Regions from separate parts of the Capra hircus genome. Here region 2 is linked to region 1. The links are chromatin contacts, called in public Hi-C maps. All regions are on one chromosome and are shown on one strand. The core of a region is the stretch at or near the end of the contact, and the rest is flanking DNA. Distances in the headings are between cores, read along the strand shown.

What was found. Hi-C and Micro-C count contacts between places; a contact is called where the count stands out from the background.
Region 2: a contact with region 1 is called in a Hi-C map of blood, with 4 times the contacts expected there. The contact joins the enhancer-like site here to the promoter of TNFAIP8 in region 1. A contact is called at or near these places in 3 of 5 Hi-C or Micro-C datasets (all in blood).

The regions. Positions count from the first base shown.
Region 1 is chr7:75,971,814-75,978,889 of ARS1.2, forward strand. TNFAIP8 (tumor necrosis factor alpha-induced protein 8) reads left to right here and starts at 3,692. Exons shown (of 3, transcript XM_018050668.1): 1 at 3,692-3,852.
Region 2 is chr7:76,036,354-76,043,429 of ARS1.2, forward strand. All of the region lies in intron 2 of TNFAIP8 (tumor necrosis factor alpha-induced protein 8), which reads left to right. Among named protein-coding and RNA genes, the nearest start is that of TNFAIP8, 64 kb to the left of the region's middle. Within about 2 kb of position 3,143, at least 1 of the 5 cell types and tissues checked has an H3K27ac peak or open chromatin away from gene starts, as enhancers often do.

The DNA of each region.
Region 1 (7,076 bases), core at 2,442-4,941:
AGGCTCGTAGGAAGCAAAGTCAATAGAAATGCAGGTCTGCAAGAGGTAAAGAAAGCATGTGAAGACCAAGGATGAGAGGCCATAGTAGGGGTGTGGAATGATAAAGAGAAAGATTAAAGAATCTTTATGTATAAATAGAAGTAGCCCTGGAGAGTGCTGCTTCAGGGCACAGCTTGAGGCAAGGGAGACTGAAATGAAGCAATGGTGCAAGTTACTGGGTTGAGGTTATAGATACCATGACATCCTGGCTGACCCAGGAATCATGCAGATGGGGCTCCTCCTATCCCACACAGTAGAAGAAGCCAAGTTTTACTGATGCTCTGTGCTCTGTCCAAAGTCATCCAGCTTACACAGAGCAGATCCATTTCTAGAAGACTAGGCAGTAACAAGTATCACCGCCCATGGACTTTTGGGGACTGTTTCTAATGATTTTAAGGAGTAGGGAAGGCCTGCAAGTGTGTAAACCTTTTTAATCCTAAAAAGACCTGCCTTTGTCCTTTCCTCCACTGGGTGGCATCACCAAAGACAGCCTGCCAATCCAGAAACCCAGTAAATCGACCTAGATTAATCTTCTTCCTTCAGCCCCCACATCCCATCAATCTCCAGGGCCTTATAAGTGTTGAATCCATCTTTCCATCCACTTAGTTTAAGCATTCAGCGTCTATAATTATTTCCTATTACTGCCAAAACAAATTAACACCAATTTAGGAGTTTAAAACAACATACATCTATTACTTTACAGTTTTACATTTCTGGTCAGAAGTCCAGTAGTGGTGGGGGAGGAGGGTCTCACCAGGATAAACTCAGTGTCAATCGAGCTGAATTCCTTTCCAGAGGCTCTAAGGGAGGATCCATTTCCTTATGGTGTTAGAGTGAAATTCCCATTTTTTGTTGTTGTTGTTGGCTGAGGTCCATTCCCAGCTTCTGGAGGCCACCCACATTCCTTGGCTCCTGACCCAGGTCAAGTTCTTTTCATACTTTGAATCTCTCTGACTCATTCATCCTCTTCATGGGAATCATATAATTAGATTAGATCCACCCAAATAATCCAAGATAATCTCCCCATCTCATTCTCTTTGGCCTTAATCACACCTGCCAAGTCCCTTTTGCCATGAAAGGTAACATATTCACAGGTTCTGGGGATTTGGGTGGGGACATCTTTCCTGAAATTTGTATTCTGCCTCCTGCTGCATCCTAGGGCTTCCCTGGTGGCTCAGGCGGTAAAGAATCTGCCTGCAATGCAGGAGACTTGGGTTCAATCTCTGGGTCAGGAAGATCCCCTGGAGGAGGGCATGGCAACCCACTCCAGTATTCTTGCCCAGAGAATACCCATGGACAGAGGAGTCTGGTGGGCTACAGTCCATGGGGTCACAAAGAGTTAGACACGACTGAGCTGTATCACGACTGAGCGACTTCACTTTCACTTTTCACTTTCATACATTGGAGAAGGAAATGGCAGCCCACTCCAGTGTTCTTGCTTGGAGAATCCCAGGGATGGGGGAGCCTGGTGGGCTGCCATCTATGGGGTCGCACAGAGTCGGACACGACTGAAGCGACTTAGCAGTAGCAGCAGTAGAGCTGTATCCTAACATCCATCCTTGCAATTACTTCATAAGCAAATTTCCCAGCTCTGATGTTTTCTATGCTGTTTTCAGAGAAACCTTTCTAGAACATTTGGTATGTCTCCCATGCTCAAATTAATGTTCTTCAACTCCTACAGGAAGAAAACACTTAGATTTGGTCTTTTTCTATTGTTCCACTTCTTCACCAACCCTTCTTAATGCTTGAAAAATGTTTACCATGTCCTTCCTTAGAAGAAGGAAGCTCCCATTCCTTCTTATAAATTGAGCTCAGACATTACCTCCTTCAGAAAAATCTTCCTGACTCTCCCCTCCCCACAGGACAGTGTCCTAAACATCTCTGAACCTTCTGAATATTCCTATTGTGGTCATTAAACCCAAATGTGTTTACTTTCCTGTGTCCCAACCATACTCTGCCACTCACTAAATGTGAAATGTTGGTAGATTATTTTATTTCGCTATGCCTCCCTTTCTCTTTGTAAAACTAAGGTAGCTATGTTGTTCAGTACTCAGTCGTGTCCAACTCTTTCTGACCCCATGGACTGCAGCACACTAGCCTTCCCTGTCCTTCACTATTTTCCCGAATTTGCTCAAACTCATGTTCAATTAATTGATGATACCATCCAATCATCTCATCCTCTGTTGCACCCTTCTCCTCCTGCCCTCAATCTTTTCCAGCATCACAGTCTTTTCCAATGAGTCGGTTCTTCACATCAGGTGGCCAAAGGATTGGAGAGTCAGCTTCAGCATCAATCCTCCCAATGAGTATTCAGGGTTGATTTCTTAGGATCGACTGGTTTGATCTCTTTGCTGTCCAAAGGACTCTCAAAAGTCTTCTCCAGCACCACAGTTTGAAAGCATCAATTCTTCAGCACTCAGCATTCTTTATGGTTCAGCTCTCATATCCATACATGACTACTGGAAAAACCATAACTTTGACTATATGGACCTTTGTTGGCAAAGTGATGTCTCTCCTTCTTAATATGCTGTCTAGGTTTGTCATAGCTTTTCTTCCGAAGAGCAAACGTCTTATAATTTCATGGCTGCAGTCACCATTTGCAGTGGTTTTGAAGCTCAAGAAAATAAAGCGTGTCACTGTTTCCATTTTTTCCCCATCTATTTGCTATGAAGTGATGAGACCGGAAGCCATGATCTCAGTTTTTCGAAACTAAGGTAGCTATAGGATCTATAAGTTGTTATGAGGATTATAACAGTGACCAGCACATACGAAGTTTTGATAGTATTTCTAATATTTCCAGCCCTCTGCACAGAACCATCATATAGTAGGTGCTTAATGAAGGATGGATTCGTCACACTCCCAAGAAGGTCTGGCAACATTTGCCCTTGAGAATGACTACCTCGGGTTCAGGGCCCAGATTCTGCCCCATTCCGGTAAATAGCCACTCTTAGACTCTGTGGGTATGGGCAGTCATTGAAGTCCGCAGAGGTGGCTTAGACCACACTGACTTGCTGGGATCCAATGACCCTTTAACTCTTAAAGTTAACTCTTGCATCCCTCGCGAATGGAAACTTAGGAATCACTTATGCATCAGCTATTGCCAGGTAGACTTAAGGTCAGTAAAGGCTGAAAAGAAAAAGAAAAAAAAGGGCAGGCGGGATTTAGGGGCTTATACGGAAAATGATGTCGACGACGAAGCTAATGGCAACAGATAATAGATAATACATGCGTACTTGTTAGGTGCCTGGCGTGAGCTCACTTAAGAGACTCTATAGACTTGAGGCTGGTATCTCACTTTCATAGCTGAAGAAACCGAGAGACCCAAAAAGTAACTTCTTCCCTGCGTATCTCCCCAGCCGGTCCTGGCTCCTTGAGCCCAAAGGTCTTGCCTTGCCGCTCAAGTCCAGCTCCTGAGCCGCTGTCCAGCCCTCCTCCGCATTTCCCCGAGCCCTGGCCACTCCTGACCGGCAGTGAGGCCCTGGCTCTGAATCCCGGGTTCTCCTCGCCCCCGGCCCTTAACTCCTCCGCGCACGCTCCGCCCCCGGCCTCCGGCTCCTCCTCCTCGGTCGGCTCCGCCCCCAGTCTCCTAAATCCTCCTCCCGCCCCGCCCCTGGCTCTTTAGCTCTTCCTCCTGTCCCCGCCCCCGGCTCCTTTTCTCCCGCCCCTGGCTCCTTTTCTCCCGCCGTCTCTGGCCCGCGCTCTGCTGGTGAGTCCGCGGCAGCCCGCGATCGTTCTAGGGGCTAGGCAGCTCCGCACCGTAACCTCGCCCAGCTCGCCTCTTAGCGTCCCCGCGCCACCCGGCCCCTCTTCAGAGTAAGTGCCTCCCGGGCGCGCCGGTCCCGCATACATCCTCACAGAACTTCCTCGGCCTCTGGGCTGCGGGGTGCTCCTTGGGGGCACGCTTTCAGCTCACAGAGAGTTTCTGAAGTAAATGTGAGTGGGTGTGAGTGCGTGCGTCTGAGCTTGTGTGTGTGTGTGTGTGTGTGTGTGTGTGTGTGTGTGTGTGTGCAGGCGCGCACAGCTCCGGAAACTCCCCGGAGTTTTACCCAGTTCCTGTGTCGCCGAGATAATCTGAGACCTCCAGCTGGGAGCCCTTACCGACTCGAGCTGATGACCCTTAACTTCCACCCTCCTGCCCTGAGCCGCTTACTGTTCCTTCTGCAGATGGGGGCCCCGCTACGTGTCACGCCCTCCTGGTCACAGCTCCTGCTGTCGAAAGGACCGCCCCGGTTATCAGAATGTCCCAGATTGCAGACCGAGATGCTGGCCTGAGATTGTAATCCAACCCTGCATTGTAAAATGGGCAGCGACTAGAGTTTTGCCTTGAGACCGTTCGGTGGAGACTTCCTTTGAGGAAGAAAGTGTGTGTGTGTGTGTGTGTGTGTGTGTGCGTGTGTGCGCGCGCGCGAGTTCGTGTCTTTGCGCGCTCAGCACCTGATGCAAGAACACTTGGGCGCCTTCAGAACCTGGGCGGCTGGTAGGCAAGTTCAAGACCAGGTTGACCAACAGGGTTTAGGGGCCAAAAGATCTTCATTGATTCAGTAACACCGTTTTGCTAAAGCCAACTGACTTCCTAAAACATAGCACTGGGTAGGAGGAGCAGTACCCTGAGAGAAGCAAGGAAGGAGGAAGATAGTTGGGTGCTCAATGTTGAAACAACGGAAATCCTTGAGCTACTTAAGACTGATAATTCGACCCTTCTGTACATAATTTTTATTGGGGAGGTCAATACTATTTCAATACAGGGTGTATTTCTTCCCTAAAAAACATATTTATATTTAATTGATAGCAGGACAGTACTCTAATCCACCTGTAAAATGATTCCCTGGTTGCTGAGGTCCCATCCAATTATAACTGTCTCTGAATTCTTCTGTATCTCGGTTTATTCTTGTCATGTTCTTGCTGTGAAGTAGAGATGCCCATAGTGGTTTCCCACTTTCTTGATAAGACTTCATTTATGAGATGCTGGCAGGAAAATGGCATATGGAGTAGAAATTACTCATTGAGGCGTAAGGAAAACAAAAAACTATATAGCTAAAGGAAATAACCAGAACAGAGCAGACCTGAAGTTGCCATTGTGCCCTGGCATATGAAACTTAGAGCTGATAAATCACTTTAAGTGCTGCTTATCACAGCAGATATTTTTATCCTGGTTTGAATCCTGTGTTTTAGAAAAGTATTTCCACAGTGTTTTAACTAAGGAAACATTATGCTTTGAAATGTAAACATATGATTCCATCCCTCTTTAAGGAAAGAAATAATTATCACACTTAATTAAACACCTGGAGAGATTTATTGCCACCTTCTAATTAGATCTGTCGTGGGGAGTTAAGTCAGCAAGTTATGGTGACATAGCTGGCTTTTTTGTAGATTTTTTTGCGAGTACCAGTCCGCCCCATATGTACTACTTGGCTCTGCCACTTCTTGGCTTGGCTTTTGAGTTTATACCTGTAATTTGAATAAATAAAGTATAGGAAAATGGACTACCATCTTCCTCCCTGTAAAATATGGATACCTTAGACATTGAATATTTGGTATTAAGGTCTTTGCATTAACAGAAATAAGCCTTCTAAGCCATTATATCCATCTAGATTAGCTGCTAATTTAAGAATGATCAATAAAATATTGAATATAAGAAGGTGCCCCCCCAAATGTAGTAATTCTACACAGATGGTCCCTTACATTTTTTTTCTTTAAGGAGACTTTAATCTTAGTACCTTTTGTTCTGTTTAAATCTAGTGAGAAAAGGGGTGGCGTGAGCTAGAAAATCTACTTATCTTTGTTGTCTGTCAGTTTTCTGTTTCTACTATGTTACTGGATATAGTCTTCCTCTGTGTAGTGAGTGTTGTGGACGGGCTATTCTGGGAGCCCTACGGAATGGCAGAAGCTGAGGTTGTGTACTCACACTGCAGGGGCCAGGAACAGAGCATTTTAGGAGACCTGTTCTCTGCAATTCTTTATTCTGTTGAAATTGGAGGAAAGGGTGTGTGGAGAGAAATGATTGCATCTAAACAGTACCCATTAGGAAATCTTATGTTGGGGGAGGAGCAGTTTCTGGGTGGTTTATGACTTAGGGAACTTCGAATAGCAGATCGTTGAAGCTGAGACTGCCTTAGTGTGAGGCACTTGAGAGACCTCATAGTTGGTTGATTAAATTAATCCTCATCTGCTTGGATCAGCCCTTTGGAATGAACACATTTCCTTCTTGGAGATTTCATTTGTCCTCAATCAGAATTTAGCTTTGCTTCCACATCTTGCAGAAGAGTCCATTCTCTACCCCCTCTGTTTTTGCATGGTACAAATTGAGGGGGTTCAGCATGGGGTGATCTCTTGGAGGCATGGGAGGGTGGGTGATAAACAGAGAAAGGCCACCTGTTTTCTCATGGAGGTGGAAGGAGCATTAGCGCAACCCCAGTACCATGGACACTGACACAGGGGCCAACCTGGATAAATCGGGAAAGCCTCCCTCAGTTTGGTATTCCTAGAACTGGCTCCACTGCAGAGTGTAAGAGAAGGCACTATATGGTGCCAGATAAACTTTTATCACCTCAGCTTGCCTCAGGCTGCCCACATCCTGCCTTTAATACCAAATGCATGCGGTAAGAACTCAGCAAACACCAAAAAGGAGCTTTTAACACCTCAACCTTCATGTCTCCCTGTGAGAAACAGTTTACTTCCTGCTCCCTGCCCCCTCTGGTTTTGATAACTTTGGCCTAGGGGTCTGAGCCAATTGCAGTTTCTAGACTTCTGCCCATCAGTGGGTCTTCCCAATAGCTAAAAATGGATGAGTCATTAAGGGTAAAAAGAAAAAGAATCAGTGAACCTTGCTGCAAAATGTAAATGAGGTTAAGTAGTACCAGTGAATGTCAATTTGAATTCTGCATTTTGGCCTTAAGAGGAGGAAATGAGCTGCCAGTGTGGGTAGATGATTCTAGAATGAGAGGCCAGCGGAACATTAGGGACCATCTGGCCCGCGGTTCCTTAGGGACCATCTGGCCCAAGAGTCTTAGATAGTAGCATTGGCCCTTATACAAGTT
Region 2 (7,076 bases), core at 1,893-4,392, 64 kb after region 1:
CCATTCCTGGGATATCAGAATCTCTACCTGGTAATGACCATCAAAGGTATATTTCAAGCCTAGCCTAGACTTGTCTGTCCAGTTGTAAAGTGTTTATCAATACTTAGACATCTCACAGGCAACTCAAATGCGATAGGAAGTCAGCTGAACTTAGCTTCTCTTTGCATTTTCCCCTTAGTAGTGATCTAAGTGACTATCTGGAGGCCTGGAAGGCATCCTCCTCTACGTCAGTCAATTGCCAATATTACCAGTTCTCCCACTCAATAGCTGTAGAATCTGTACACTGCCTGTCCCAGCCTACTGCCACCAACTGAGACCAGGGCACCACTATCATCTCTTCCTCAGATTCCTTCAAGGACGCTTGACATGCCACATGCCCCCGCCTCCGCACCAGTCTGACTTCCTATGCTCTTATTGGTCTTTACAAAATAGCCACCTGATTGTGCTGCTGCTGCTAAGTCACTTCAGTCGTGTCCGACTCTATGTGACCCCATAGACGGCAGCCCACCAGGCTCCACCGTCCCTGGGATTCTCCAGGCAAGAACACTGGAGTGGGTTGCCATTTCCTTCTCCAATGCATGAAAGTGAAAAGTGAAAGTGAAGTCGCTCAGTCATGTCCGACTCTTCGAAACCCCATGGACTGTAGCCTACCAGGCTCCTCTGTCCATGGGATTTTCCAGGCGAGAGTACTGGAGTGGGGTGCCAGTGCATCCCCTGCTTAATGCCTAATTACAGTTTTGAGAAAGTCTAAATTTTTACGTAGGTCTTATAAGATCCTTACTAACCTGTTCTCAAACTGACCATGACTGTTAGAATATCTTGGAAGTAATTGTCTCCTTTCCTCCCTCCCGTCCTTCCGCCCATCCCCTCTCCCAGTCCTTCATTTACCTCCTCTGGCCCCTTTGTTTATTATTCATTCTGAGGGCTACTGGGGGCATAGGAAGGCCTTAATACATATGTATTGAATGAATGTGGGAAGACAGAGGCCCTGGATAGTAACTGTCAGTGTCCTCAATCTTTGATTTAATTTGTCTTAAAATTTTTAAGGTTCCCAGAGTAAAAAAAAAATCTACTTTCATGTACAATCCCATGTATTTAGTTCCCGCAGCTCTGTGGCTTCCAGGGGATTATTAAAAACAGAACTAAAAGAAGTATGTGGGATTCTGCTAGTAAATCATTTTCAACGTATGCTCTTTGAGTGGCCGTTAAGTGCTGAGCTTAGAACCAAACAGGACAGGGAACCAAACCACCCCTGTGACCCAGGGGCCAGCAGGGAGGCACGCTGGCTGAATGGGCCTCTGCGGTGAACGTTTTTCACCTTGGGCATTCACAAACTGGCATCAAAATACCCGAGACTTGTTGGGACTTGTCTGAATCGTTTATTACATTTTCAAACCTGTTTGGGAAGAAAGCCTACACACCACAGCGTGTTTGGGGGCTTGCACAGTAAATCTTATTTAAAAGAAAGAGACAAAAATGTAATCATGTTTAACCTGTAATAATATAAGTGAGAGTGTTTGACTCAGTTGTAATGAATCTAAAGAAGAATGGGAAAGGCTTTTCCCTTAGAAGGTCCAGGTTGGCATTTCAGACTTCAGCCCCAGGGCTGGGAGCTCCTGGGCGAGGTTTCCAGGTCTTCATCCTGTCAGAGCACCTATCTCCAACTTCTTCGTTGTGAGGACCCGAGGGGCCTGACAGTCAGTACTGAGTCAGAGGGATCAGCGAGAAAGGAATGACACACTTCCTGCCTGAAGTTCTAGGGAGTTTTGTTTTGTTGTTTTGTGTTTCTGTTTTACTCTGAAGATTCCCTAAAAAAGACAGAAGACTGCCCTGGCCATCTCTTGATCAGCAGCCTTTGTTATTTATAGGAAATCTACTCTGCTATACCTTCTTGTTACTAACAGGTTTGGGTGTTTTTGTTTAATAATTTTATTTATTTATTTATGGCTGTGCTGGGTCCTCATTGCTGCGCTGACGTTTCTCTAGTTCCGGTGTGCGGGCTTCTCATTGCAGTGACTTCTCTTGCTGTGGAGCACAGGGGGCACACAGACTTCGTTAGTTGTGGCATGCAGGCTCAGCAGTTGAGGCTTCTGGACTCTGGAGCTGAGGCTCAGCAGTTGAGGCTTCTGGACTCTGGAGCTGAGGCTCAGCAGTTGAGGCTTCTGGACTCTGGAGCTGAGGCTCAGCAGTTGAGGCTTCTGGACTCTGGAGCTGAGGCTCAGCAGTTGAGGCTTCTGGACTCTGGAGCTGAGGCTCAGCAGTTGAGGCTTCTGGACTCTGGAGCTGAGACTCAGCAGTTGAGGCTTCTGGACTCTGGAGCTGAGGCTCAGCAGTTCAGGCTTCTGGACTCTGGAGCTGAGGCTGAGCAATTGAGGTGCATGGGCTTAGTCACTCCACGACCTGTGGGATCTCCCTACATCAGGGATTGAACCTGTGTCTCCTGAACTGGCAGGTGGATTCTTTACCACTGAGCCACCAGGGACGCCCCCCTAACAGGTTTTTGAAAACCTTTTTCCCCTTATAACAAAAGCATCACATGGTAGTGTAGTATATTTATCAATTATAATTTGACAAAAAAGTGAAAAACAATAACAAAAAAGTTACTCTTTAACTTCAGCACTCAGAAAAAAGTATTTTGTGACTATAACTCTGGGCTGGTTTCTGTATGCCTATAGTTTCCTCTATAAAAATTGCATAGTAGTTCATATGATTTCTTTTATATATTGCTTTGTAGCCTTTGTGAATAGTTCGCATGTTATTAATTACACTCTAAAATCATTTTTAAAGGCTGTATTATGTGCCATTGTATAGCTATGCCGTAATTCACTTCACCAGTCTCCCATGTGGATAAGTGAACTGCTTTCAATCTTTACCACTGTCATAACACCACGCAACTGCCTTGCTTTTAGCAGCTGTCCACACTTGTCTCTGTTTCACTGGATGCGTTCCTGGAAGTGGTTCAAAGGACATGTGGAGTTTGAAGGTTTTGATCTTTATTGCCACTTTGCCTTCCAGACATTTGTCCTGCTTTCCATTCCCACCACGTAACAGAACCTTCTGACCGTGCTGTGTGTGGCCTCACCTCTGTGGGCCTTTCTCCGACTCCCAGCAACGTGTCCCTTGTGCATCCAGCACTGGTGCCACCCTGGCCCCCTCTCCTCTCCCTGGCATGGGCCAAGCTTGTCCTGTCTCAGGCTGGAGTGCCTGTCTTCTTGCTGCTTTTCCTGTTCTTCTGGCGCTTGGCCTCCAAGGCCACCTCTGCCAGCGCAGTCTCCATCAGAACTCCTGGTTCATTCCCATCCCGGCACCTCTTGAAATCTGCCCTTTAGTTATTCACGTCTTTACTTGACTGCCACATCTTCCTCCCACTGAATGTCAGTTCTTGTGTTTTATTTCCCACAATGAGCCTGGCACCTAAGTCGGTACCTGACGTTCAGTAGGTTCTGGATAAATGCGAGTTGATTTTCTTGAATGAATGAAGCAATCTCCTTGTCACCTAGAAATGTGCAGTGTCATGGGACGATGAGACATGTATAACAGTGCCTCTCCCTTTGAGCAAAATGGGCTAAAGGTTGTAAGGAAGCTTCCAAGTCGCATAGGGAGACAGAGGAAGAGGAGCTGGCTTCAGGCATCGTGATGGGCTTCCTGGTGGCTCAGTGGTAACAAATCCACCTGCAGCAAAGGAGATGCAGGTTCAATCCCTGGGTTGGGAAGATCCTCTGGAGGAGGAGATGGCAACCCATTCCACTATTCTTGCCTGGGAAATCTCATGGAAAGAGGAGCCTCGCAGGCTACAGTCAATGGGGTCACAAAGAGTTAGACCCGACTTATAGGCATCATAATGGCCTTGTGTGAACTGAGCCTTGGGAGACTGGCAGTATTTTGTAGTTGATGATGGTGGAATGGACCCCAGAGGCCAAGGAAAGTGGGTGAACAGGGGCCCAGAACTAGAACTGGTGTGCTAGGCCTGATGGGGGCAGGGCTAGGGAGCATCTTGAATCCTTTGCTGACAGTGTGGACTCTGATCCATGAGCCAGCTGGGAAGTGCTGTACACTCTTCATCGGGGAATGACGTGGTAAAGTGAAGGTTTTTCAACTCAGTTCTAGGCACAGATGATGATGTGGTGTGAGAAGATGTGCCATGAGGGCAAGTAAGTAAAGGAGCAGGAAGCTGAGGCCTGAGATAGGATGGGGCTTTGGAGTTGAAACAAAGGAAGGCAGAGGCACTCTGCAAGGGTGGGGAGACATGACAGCTTGGTGGCTGGAAGGGGGGGAGGGAGATCCGAGATGGCACTGAGGCTTCAAGTCTGAATGGCTGGTGGGAAGATGAGATTTGCAGTGCAGCAGAGAAGCTCTTTGGGGATGAGTCATATGAATTTAGTTCTAGCCCATCCTTTTACTGTATCAGGGGGCATTTTCTGGATGAAACTAGCCCATGTGCCCTCCTTTGTCCTGAAAGACTTTGGGTGATGAGAGGCTAGAGGTGAGGAGACAGAAATGTAGCACAGGATAGGAAATTCTGGGCTCCTGTGGCCACCTCCTTATCTGGAAGAATAGGACCACTCAAGGGGTGAGAGGTGTGTGCCCAGCGATGTCTGCTCCTCAGTCACTGTGTGGCAGGAACTTGTTTGATGTCAGCCTGCCATTCAGTCAGTTTGTTCAGTTGTGAGACTGAGGAGGATGGGGCAGAAGACAAGTGATGATTGCTGTCTGCCTGAGTGCGGGGCTCTGGGTACCAATGGGATAAGGCCCTGAACTGGGTGATCATCCTTCCCCTGCAAATGGTCAAAACTGGTGTGTGTATGTGTTCCCTGGGGGCCAAAAATCAAGGAGAAACCTTATTCAAGACAGGGTATAATTCCTGATGGCTCGCTAAACTGAAACATTTCTGAAAGTTGGGTTTTTGCTTTTAATACAGGTTTCAAAATAGCCACGTGGGTAAAACTACAAAATGACAAAGCTCACTGTCATCTAAAGGGGGATAGAAAGTATAACTGCTTTCATGGTCTTCTCTGGAAAGCTGTCTTTTTAAGAAAACATCTTCTGCCACCTTGAATGCACAGGTTTTAACAAAATCCAAACGAGAATGAGAGAAGCACAGATGGAAAGACAGCAGAACTTGGTGAATGAGAGACCGTCCAAAGCAAGAGAGGAATCAGCAATGACTGGGGGATGATGGGATCCATAGAGGTTAAAACAGAGAGGAAAATGATCAGGTTTGGTGACAGGAGGTTAGGAATTCAAATTGGGAAATACCGTGTGTTGGATATTCACAAGAAATTCTAGAAATTTATAGAGAAATTTACTCTACCATTGGAGAGTTTTTCTTGGCAAATTTAGAGTTTAATTAGTGGAGTATTTTATTATGAGGGCTCATGTTCAGTTTCACATGAAGGTTTGCAATGTAAGAATGCTATAAAATGTCAAGACTCTGTTTATACTCAGCTCAGCAGAAAATAAACCACGTTCAAGTGCCAGCATATTTATTGCAACAGGCACTCAGTGTTTCTGTGCTTCCTAAAGGCTGATTTAATGTTTTCGTTGGTGGTGTGAGTGTGAAGAGAGGTTTGAGCGTCCTAGGACAACAGACATAAATGCTCATTCTAGAGTGCTACGATCTGGCTGTTGACGTCACTGTACTGCAGCTAGTAGTGAGTTGTTTATTCATTTGTTTGCCTGCTTCTGAGTAACATTTTATAAAACTTATACTGGAAACTAAGAAATACTATGTGATAGAAAAATGTGCCTTCCCACACTTCTTTTTTATGCAGCCCCTTGTGGGGAGGCTGTGAAGGGCAATCAGTGTGAGGATGGACTTGAGAAATCTGCTCCCCAACCCTCCTCCCCTGCAGCCGGCGCTGGCCCCCAGCAGCTCCAGTTCACATTGGTGAACTCACTGCTCTGCCTGTCCTTAAACGGTGGGCTGCCAAGTGTTCTCTTTATTTTCCAGACAGTCCCCTGTGTGTGCTCTCTGCTGAACCATATCACCCTTTCGTGATATGATATGACAAGGGAAAAGCCAACCAATTTGGAATAAGAGATCCCATGTACCCATGCTGGCCTTGCCCTGAGCAAGTATGTTACATTTATGGAGCTTGGTTTCCTCGGCTACAACCCAGGAATCATGGTGCCCACCTCCCAGGGTTTCAGGGAGAGTGAGCGAACACAGGGAAATCACACATGCTGCTCAGCATCTGGTAGGGTTTCTCTGCTCTCCTCCAGGCACGAAACACGTGCTCCTGTTGGCACAAGCCTTTTCAGGTAAGAGGTGACCATTCGCTGTCTCTGTGATAGCATTCAGAAAGTGCTTCTGGAGCACTTTACCAGACTCAGGCCCTGGAATAATCCCCCCTCAGCCTGCCTTCTTCCCTCGCCAATGACTCCTTCCTCCCGGAAGAGCTGAGGGACAAAGGGAATCGAGTTGAGTCAAAGAGGAGGCCCTGTTTGTGGCACTGGTTTTAGGGAGGCCATTGAGAGGGCTGCGATGGCAGGAAGAAGACTGAACGGGGGGTCTAGATAGGCTTGACGGGAAGAGGGAAGGGTTGAAGGAAAAGAAGATAGCAGTACTCTTATCACCAGACCATGCCCTAGGGACTAGGGAGAAAATTGGAAGTGCCAAAGCATGAAGGTCAAGGTGTTTCGCAGACATTTCCAGTTCTGTCCTGGAGACTATAGCATCTGTTGAAATAAACACATTTTCATGCAGCCGTCAATCGCATTATCCTTGTGCTGATTTTGTCGAATGCACTGCTGATAAGGATGTGGGTAGCCATAGAGGAAGTGTCTTTCTTGGGGTGTGTAATAAGCAGTCAATGAAACTAGGCCAGAGAGAGCGCCTGTGTTTGGAGATGGTTCTGGGTCTCTTGGCTTCTCTCTCGGTCCTGCCTCAGCTTGCAGGGCCTCGTCCAATAATCTGCTTAACCTCTTTGAAATTGTGCTTGTCACCTGGTTTCTCTGGGCGTGGGGACAGTGAAATGATTGAAGTGATAGTGCCTTGCTGTGAGATGCCCAGATAACATGGAGAGCGTGCACACTCAAGAGGAGAAGCTGGTGTTCTGAAAGCTGGTGTTATGTGG